Linked DNA regions of Anas platyrhynchos: region 1 is linked to region 2. Evidence: chromatin contacts called from public Hi-C data. All regions are on one chromosome and are shown on one strand. Each heading gives the region's core, a stretch centred on a gene start, on an enhancer-like site or on the middle of the called end of the contact. The rest is flanking DNA. Distances are from core to core; before and after follow the strand shown. Region 1 overlaps LOC140001897 (a long non-coding RNA gene). Region 2 overlaps RIPOR2 (RHO family interacting cell polarization regulator 2).

Region 1 (3,662 bases), core at 517-3,016, 96 kb after region 2:
ATTATTTTTTCTCTAACACTTTCTGGCCACAAGGTGTCAATCCTTACTCACAAGAAGAACTAATGGCTGGTACATTTCTCTGAAGTAGAACTGTAGCAAGTTTTAAGCTCTTCCAGGAGCAATGGCAATTGAGGAAATAGAAAATGAAAAGGCAGTAGATTGAAAGGATGAATATAGCCCTCAGCTGCAAAATCTCCCTTCATCTTGTAAGGACATCTCATGTATGCTTTGTAATATTCAATGAGCAGCTGCACCTACTTAGCTAATAAATAGATTAAATCAAAACTCAATTCTGTTGTTATATTTTTACAATGAGATATTAAGTAGCTGTACTCTCCTGAACATATTTATATTTAACAAACGTGAAAAATATCAGAAAAAATGAGAACTTTAGAGACATGTCCAGAAACACCTAACACTTCTGAATAACAAATCACAGAACAAAACAGTGAGGAAAAAATAAATGGGACAGGAAGGCCTTTAAAAAGTTTGGCACCATCTAAATGTCTCATAGCCAGGTTTTCAACAGTGCTTTAATAACGAAATAGCCTTTTGCCAACTGATGCTGTTTATACAGCATTTTGTCTTCAGAAATCCTAAAGGAGCAACTGAAATATATCAAAGATATTTTTCAATTCTACCATAGCTAATGGACACTGTATTCCCTGCAGGTTCATGTGGTGAGCATCATTTGCTCTGAGTAGCAGTCCTGCATGCACGTGTTCACCCTAAGTACTAGCATGGGAGTACAGCACTGATTTGCCCAAGAGGGAAAATACACATTACACTCCACGTGCGTTTTAGTGTTGGTTTCAACTGCTTGTTTCTATTCTGCTATATTTTTTTGACTCTGAGTAAGTGTTGAGTAGTGTGCGAATATGCATGAATTTACACTCTATGGTGTCACGTTGTTTTCTGGGGACTAGGGAGGCATTTTTGTCTCTCTGAGGACTCTTTCCTGGGTTGGCAAAAAACTGAAAGGGAAGAAAACTTTTCTTGTCCAGTCCACTGCAAAATAGTCCCTTTGCTGAGAGCATCAGCTGATGGCTGTGCAACCAGGATCTGGAGCTTGCCCGCAGGTCCCTTGATTGCCAGTGATGATGCATAAGGTGGAAGAAATCCAGCTCAACTGCTGGAGACTGGGCTGAGTTGGCAGCTCAAGAAAAACACTTTCTCCTTGAACCCAAGCGTGTTTCATGTGGAAATCATCACTAGATGGTAAACACTGCAAACTCTGAAGGGTCTCTGGGGAGCACAGAGCTGCAGTTCAGCAAGGGAAATAATAACAACTAGATGGGACTTCAAAGGGAATGAGGGAAAAAAATATATAATTTAGTGTCCTTGGTAAAAGCAAGGAGGCTCCTTAATCTGATGAAGCAAAAAGCTGCTGGGTTAATTTGCGTAAACATTACAGTGAATGCAGAGGGCTTCACCAGGCTACTTCCAGCCCCTCACATTTCCCTCTTCCCCTATCTGGCTACAGTGTCTGTGCTTGAAGGGTTGAGTGTCTCTTGCTGCCTCACAGCTCAGCAGGCCCATTACATACTGAATTCATTGCATTAAAAGCTGTGGCATATATTGCATTAAATGCTCTAGCGTGTTGCATCTCCTCAAGCTAACTCGTGTGTTGTGCACTAGTCCCTGAGCGATTCTCCTTCCTGCATGTGGCAAGGACATCTGGCACACTTTCTCCAACACTGAGGCGAAGGTTTTGTGGCTGAACAAAACTTTTCCTTGTTATGGAAACACTGCATCACAAGGGCCCAATTCCTTTGCTGAGAAAGGAAATGAGTCGGTTGGGTGTGTGCAACTGGGAAGAGTGAGGAGGAGTGAATCCTTTGTGTCTGTGGCCGTTTTTCCCCTCTTTTTGTTGAATCAGGGTTGTATAAATAAATCAGATCAGGACAGACATAGGATAAAATCTGAAGAGTGCCTCTATGTGTAGGTAAAGCACAACTAAGATCTGCTAAAGGTCTACGTGTGTCTGTGTTCACACTGACATGCTGACAACGCTCATTTTGCTGCTTATTAAACAACATTAATTTCAGATGCCATCTGATGCAGAACTGAAAATAGCTACAGCTACTCCCAGAGCAGCAGCAATAAAGTACAGGCTGGTGGAGCTGCTAGCTTGCTGGGGAACATGCCTACAGCACTGCCCTCGGACAGGTCTGGCTGCTCCACTGGGTTGGGAGGAAGCCGTATTGGTCTTGTGGCCACTCTGTTTGCAGCTGGGGTAGAAGAATGCTGCATCTCAATGTTTTCAAATTATATATATATATTTTTTTTTTTTTTTCTTTCTTTCCCTGATATCTGAACTGTCTCAGTCTATAATAAACAGCCCACCTTTTCCCACAAAAACAAACAAACAAACAAAAAAAAAAACAGGTTTCTCTTTTCCAAATCCTGTCCTTCGGGCATCCTGCTATCACTGCTGCAGAGCCCAGGTGCCCTGCTGGTTTTTCCACCACGGCCCTGACTGTGCCGAGCTGAATGCTGAATTAGCTTCTCAACTTTTATTTTCAGCCAAAACCACAGTATGCTACCTCTGCTTCCTTCCAGCCCCGTGTGCAAGTATTGCAGTATGTATATTGTACCGCCAGCTTACTGTTTGGGCTATTTTTAAGAAGATTGTTTCCAGCTGTCACTCTCCAGATTTTGCTTTTGAGTTATTGCAAGCTTTACCCTTTGTGTTTCAATGTGCTGCAGTTGAAAGAGTGGTAGGAAAAACAGGGGACCATCTGTCTGCTTGCAGTACACGGAGCAGCACTGCTGCTTCCTTCGTGCTGCCTTGAATGGAGCAGGTCAGCACAGCTCCGCTCCAATGCCTGGGGACCTTGGTGGCAGCCAGCATGGCTCCTCGTTTCCTATGGACCCCTCAATCTGCCACATGCTTACAGTCAGATCTGTAATCTGCCTGTATACCCATCAGAAACACACTAAATAATCTAATGGAGGTAGTATGACAAAGATTTTAGGCTTCTGTCATGCTGATTGTAAATGAGAGTGTGTGTAACAGTGACCCAGGTGTCCTACAAGGAAGCTACTTCTTTGTAGAAAGCTACAGGAACATCTAGCTATTGCTTTTGTTTAAGGTAATAAAATGATCTCAGGAGCCTCTGTGTGCACAGAAACCAAGAGGCTTTCTTAAGAGTAGGCTAAATAATAATAAACTGGTCATGGACAGTGGTAAACCACAATCCTCTCTAGGAAATACTCTCTGCTGCCTGACTCATTCAGTATCTCCCAGCGAACTCCTCTTCTGCTGCGTGTTAACTGAAGTAACAGCCTAGGTATTTGACATAGGGGAGCAATGGAATTTTCCAAAGCACAAAATTTAATGGGTTGTTACAAAACAAAACTCGCTTTTGACCTCTTGCTGAAGAATGTGGAGCTAATGCTTTCTATCAGCAGAGAGCTGTTAACGCGCTGAAAAGATGACGCTGATTCCTTGATGGGGCTGCAAATGAATTAGAATGAGGGGAAGAAAATTGTCATCTCGTACTGAGCACCTCATAATTTTGCTGTCACTTGAAGAGCTAAGATTACTGCCAGCAGCAGATAATACACAGCGAAAGGAACCAAAAGAAACAAGTTGGAGAAGAAGGGGAAAAAAAAAAAAAAAAGGAGGAGAGCACTTGTGCAGTGAGGCAGGGAAGGAA
Region 2 (3,644 bases), core at 727-3,226:
TGTGCACTGTCACTTCTACTTTTAACATCTGTGTCCAGATCCAGACACCTGAGTACCCATTTGCATAATTTCTGATTTATACACTCCGGTAAGCTAAGGAAATCTGTCATTATAAAGCTTAAAGCTGGAAAGAATTATTAGTCTGATTTTCACATAGCATAGGCCATGGACTTCCAGGATGTACCTGCCTGGAGGCAAGCCACAGGTTGCTCTTTCTCTGCTCTGTTTCAGCTCCGATCACCTACCCCACTGCCTGCATTTGCTTGGTGTTTTCCCCTGGGCTTGGTATTTTCTCCCTGCTGCTGACACCTGCATTTTCTTCAGCAGTCCACTTCAGTATCATTCATACAGAATCTGGACAAAGCTCAAGCCTGCCTCCCCCAGCTGCATATTTACAGCATGTTCTTGTATTTAAGCCAAAACCACCCTTTTTCTCATGCTTGTGGGTCAGCAGCGTGTCCAGCTCAGCAGTAAGGGTACTGGAATCAGGATTGCTCTGTACTGCTTCAGTGGGCTTTTTGGGGGAAAAAAAATAAAAATAGCTAATTATATCTAAGGTTGAAGAGTCAAATAATTGTAAAGAGAAGTTGTGATACGTTTTGATTCACCAACAAAACCCTGATGCCCTCACTTGCTAGAGCGTCTTGCTGGAGGTTTAAGATCACATTTATTGTGCTTAGGTTCTGAAGAACCCTGCTAAAAGGCTGTGCTAGTTAGTCTCGAGTATGAATGGATGATTTTGATCTCCCAGAGGGACTGCTATGTGCTTCCTTTGCTGTGGTGTGGACTTTGCGTGCGGATGATTTAGAGCAGATTCTTCTCCCCCTCATGCTGCAGAAATGGTTTTGCTTTTGAGGCTTTTGAGCCCTGGGCTGGGTCAGCCAGTGGGGCCACGGGCTCCTCCTTTACTACTGAAAACCTGAGATACCTGAACTGGGGAGCAACCTCCTGGCCAGGACCATCCCCTGGTGAAGCCAGCAGAGGTTCCTTGCCCAGAGCAGCGCCTGCCCCTGCCTTCTGCTGACCTGCACCAGCAGCACCTGCTGTGTGCCCCGCGGTTTGCTTGTCAGCTCTGCTCCGAGCTCTGAGCCCGGGACTGAAACAACAGGAGCTGTTGTGGTACCTGGATGAGCTGCGTGCAATACTGCAGGTGCTTAACTATGGTGATGTCGAGGCTGTCGTTCCCCGTGGTGAGTGGCAGAGGGCTGCCGGCAACGCTGGTGCCGACACCCGTGTCCTCGGTGAGGGCTTCGCTGAGGTGGCCCCTGGCTTCGGGGTGCTCCGGCCTGTAACTGCGGAGGGAGGAGGAGGTCAGTGGGGGCCGGCGGCCGTTGTGGCAGACAGACACAGGCTCACGCAGCGAGACGGGCAACGAGCACGGGAGAAGAGCCGAAAGCAGCGCGCTGGGACCACACAGCCCTTGGAAAGCCAGAAACCTGGTGCTGAAGACATCATGTCACACGTGAGCAGTGGTACCCGGGTGCAGAGCTGGGTGGGGACAGGTCGCTTCCATGGAGCCCTGGCTCGTTTGCCTTGAGCAATGCCAAGTGAGCCTCTTTAACCTGCGGCTGCTGTCGCACGTTGGTGCAGAGCCCAGGAGAAAACACCCTTCTGCTGACAAATCTTCTCCCCCGCTGGCCAGGACGAGGCAGCGTTACAGCTTGTGCCACCTCAAGCACTGAGCTGCTGAGAGCAGATCGAGGCTATTGGCACCTCCCAGTGCCAAATTTAGGACTCATTGCAAAAAGAAAGGAAAACCACTGCTGGAGTAAGAGACATGATGTTTTCATAGGCCGTTTTAGGCACACTGTGTACAGCTGAGTTTGCCAGTAGTTTCTGTAAGAAGGTCAAGCTATTCTCACTGTGTTTTAAATCATTATTTCCAACTTTGTCGTGTACAAATGATCCTCCCTGTGTTTAAATGCAAAGCCCAAGGTCAGTCCCCAGACTGCAAGCGTGCTTGGCTGCAAGTTCAGAAGTGTCAGCACTTGTGATCTTTGCACTGAGTCACACACGCATCTAAAAATGGAAGCAGGAATCCACGCTTTCTGGGGATCAGCCCAAGGGGAAAAAATGGGATTTTAACTTCTACTTTAACTTAAAGGTTTTCATTAGTTTCCAAGTTAGCTTAACAGTAACTTAAATTTCCTTTGCTTAAGTTGAACTTAGGCTGAAGCGCCTGGTTAAAGCCAGATCTTAAATCCATGCAGACTGAACTGAGCTCAGAGTGCCAGTGTAGCAAGCAGCACAATTTTCCAAGTTTTTCTTCCCACCAAGTCTTAGTCTGGAGGGAGACAGCACAGCAAGATGGATGGGAACTGAATGGTCATTGCTTGTTTGTGCTCAAAACTGTTTTGAACAGGCCATGATAAGATGTGAGAAGTATCACTCCCTTGTTAGAAAGCATGGGATTTTAGGGAACCAAGTTAGAATTTGCCTTTTTTTCCATGTCTAGTGCCACATGTGTGCCTGTTGGGCTTCGTGTCAGTGCCGAGGATGCAAACATGCTTTTAGGATTTAATGATTGAAACACAGCATCTTACGGTCACACAACAATGGCAAACCACGACACAAAACAACACAGCTTTTTTTTTCTTTTCTTTTTCTTTTTTTTTTTTTTTCTTTTTCCCTCAGAAAGACCAGAAGTGATGAAAGAAGGGCAGGTAACACGCAGGGCCATGGACAGAGTACCAGTCATCACTCTTACATTCCAAAGGAAACCTACACCATGCTGCTTAAATCTGGCCCTGTGTTATTGTTATTGACAAGCTTAATCCACTGCAAAGACTCATTCGGCTAGAGAGAAAAGACAAAGGGAGGGGGGGGAAAAACCACAGAGGAATTAGTAATTACATCCAAGGAAAACCAGGTCCAAACCTATGTCAAGGAAGAGGCTCTGCCAGTGTTGATGTCAGCTTAATTTAATTCACCCATATGTTTGGGGGAAGTGGGGGCAGATTATGCATATTTGAACAGGCAGAAAATGATCCTGGAAGCTAAAGGTTTGGTATACAGCAGCCACAGGAAACCCTCTGACCCTATAAACTCCTCAAGGATTAGTTGGTCTTCCTTGAATAATGTGTGCACCGGGATCCTCTGTTAGTGACAAAGAGCTAGGGTATCAGTTTGGCGTAAGCATAGCTGGCACTTACTACAAACTTACCTATTCTTCTCAATCTCAGTGTCTGAAAATACTGAGTCTGCACCTCCTCCACCATTACAAACCTCCTCACCACCACCATCCTCATCATCAAAGTCAGAGGTGTTCAGGAAATCAAAGCTTTCTAAAGCACTTTCAACTGTTAGACTTAAACTGGAGGACCTGCTTCGGGTTACTGCTGGCTTGCACTGCAAAGGCAGAACGAACCAATGAAAACCCCAGATATTAGCTACTACTGAAAGAAAAATAAATAAATAAATGATAAAGCTTAAAACTTTAAAATTCTTCATTTTATTTTTTAAACTTCATTTTATTGGGTATTTCACTTCAAACCTTCATATTCATAGCATACACAATCAATGCCTGAGAACTGGAAAACCCTTCCCTTCCTCCTCCCCTCCCCATCCTACCCCCTCTCTTCCCCGAAGGAAAACCCTCAAAGGTGAGATTTGGCGTGTTTTATAGAAACAAGGAGTACATCTCG

The links. Hi-C and Micro-C count contacts between places; a contact is called where the count stands out from the background.
Region 1: a Hi-C map of skeletal muscle shows a contact between it and region 2, with 2.2 times the contacts expected there. The contact joins two enhancer-like sites. A contact is called at or near these places in 4 of 8 Hi-C or Micro-C datasets (liver, skeletal muscle and subcutaneous adipose tissue).

What each region holds. Positions count from the first base shown.
Region 1 is chr2:62,657,670-62,661,331 of IASCAAS_PekinDuck_T2T, forward strand. All of the region lies in intron 1 of LOC140001897 (a long non-coding RNA gene), which reads left to right. Among named protein-coding and RNA genes, the nearest start is that of CARMIL1, 10 kb to the right of the region's middle. Within about 2 kb of position 1,767, at least 5 of the 8 cell types and tissues checked have an H3K27ac peak or open chromatin away from gene starts, as enhancers often do.
Region 2 is chr2:62,561,510-62,565,153 of IASCAAS_PekinDuck_T2T, forward strand. RIPOR2 (RHO family interacting cell polarization regulator 2) reads right to left here. Exons shown (of 22, transcript XM_038173984.2): 14 at 2,726-2,796; 15 at 1,124-1,292. LOC119715776 (a long non-coding RNA gene) reads left to right here. Exons shown (of 3, transcript XR_005263188.1): 3 at 232-1,017. Among named protein-coding and RNA genes, the nearest start is that of GMNN, 22 kb to the left of the region's middle. Within about 2 kb of position 1,977, at least 4 of the 8 cell types and tissues checked have an H3K27ac peak or open chromatin away from gene starts, as enhancers often do.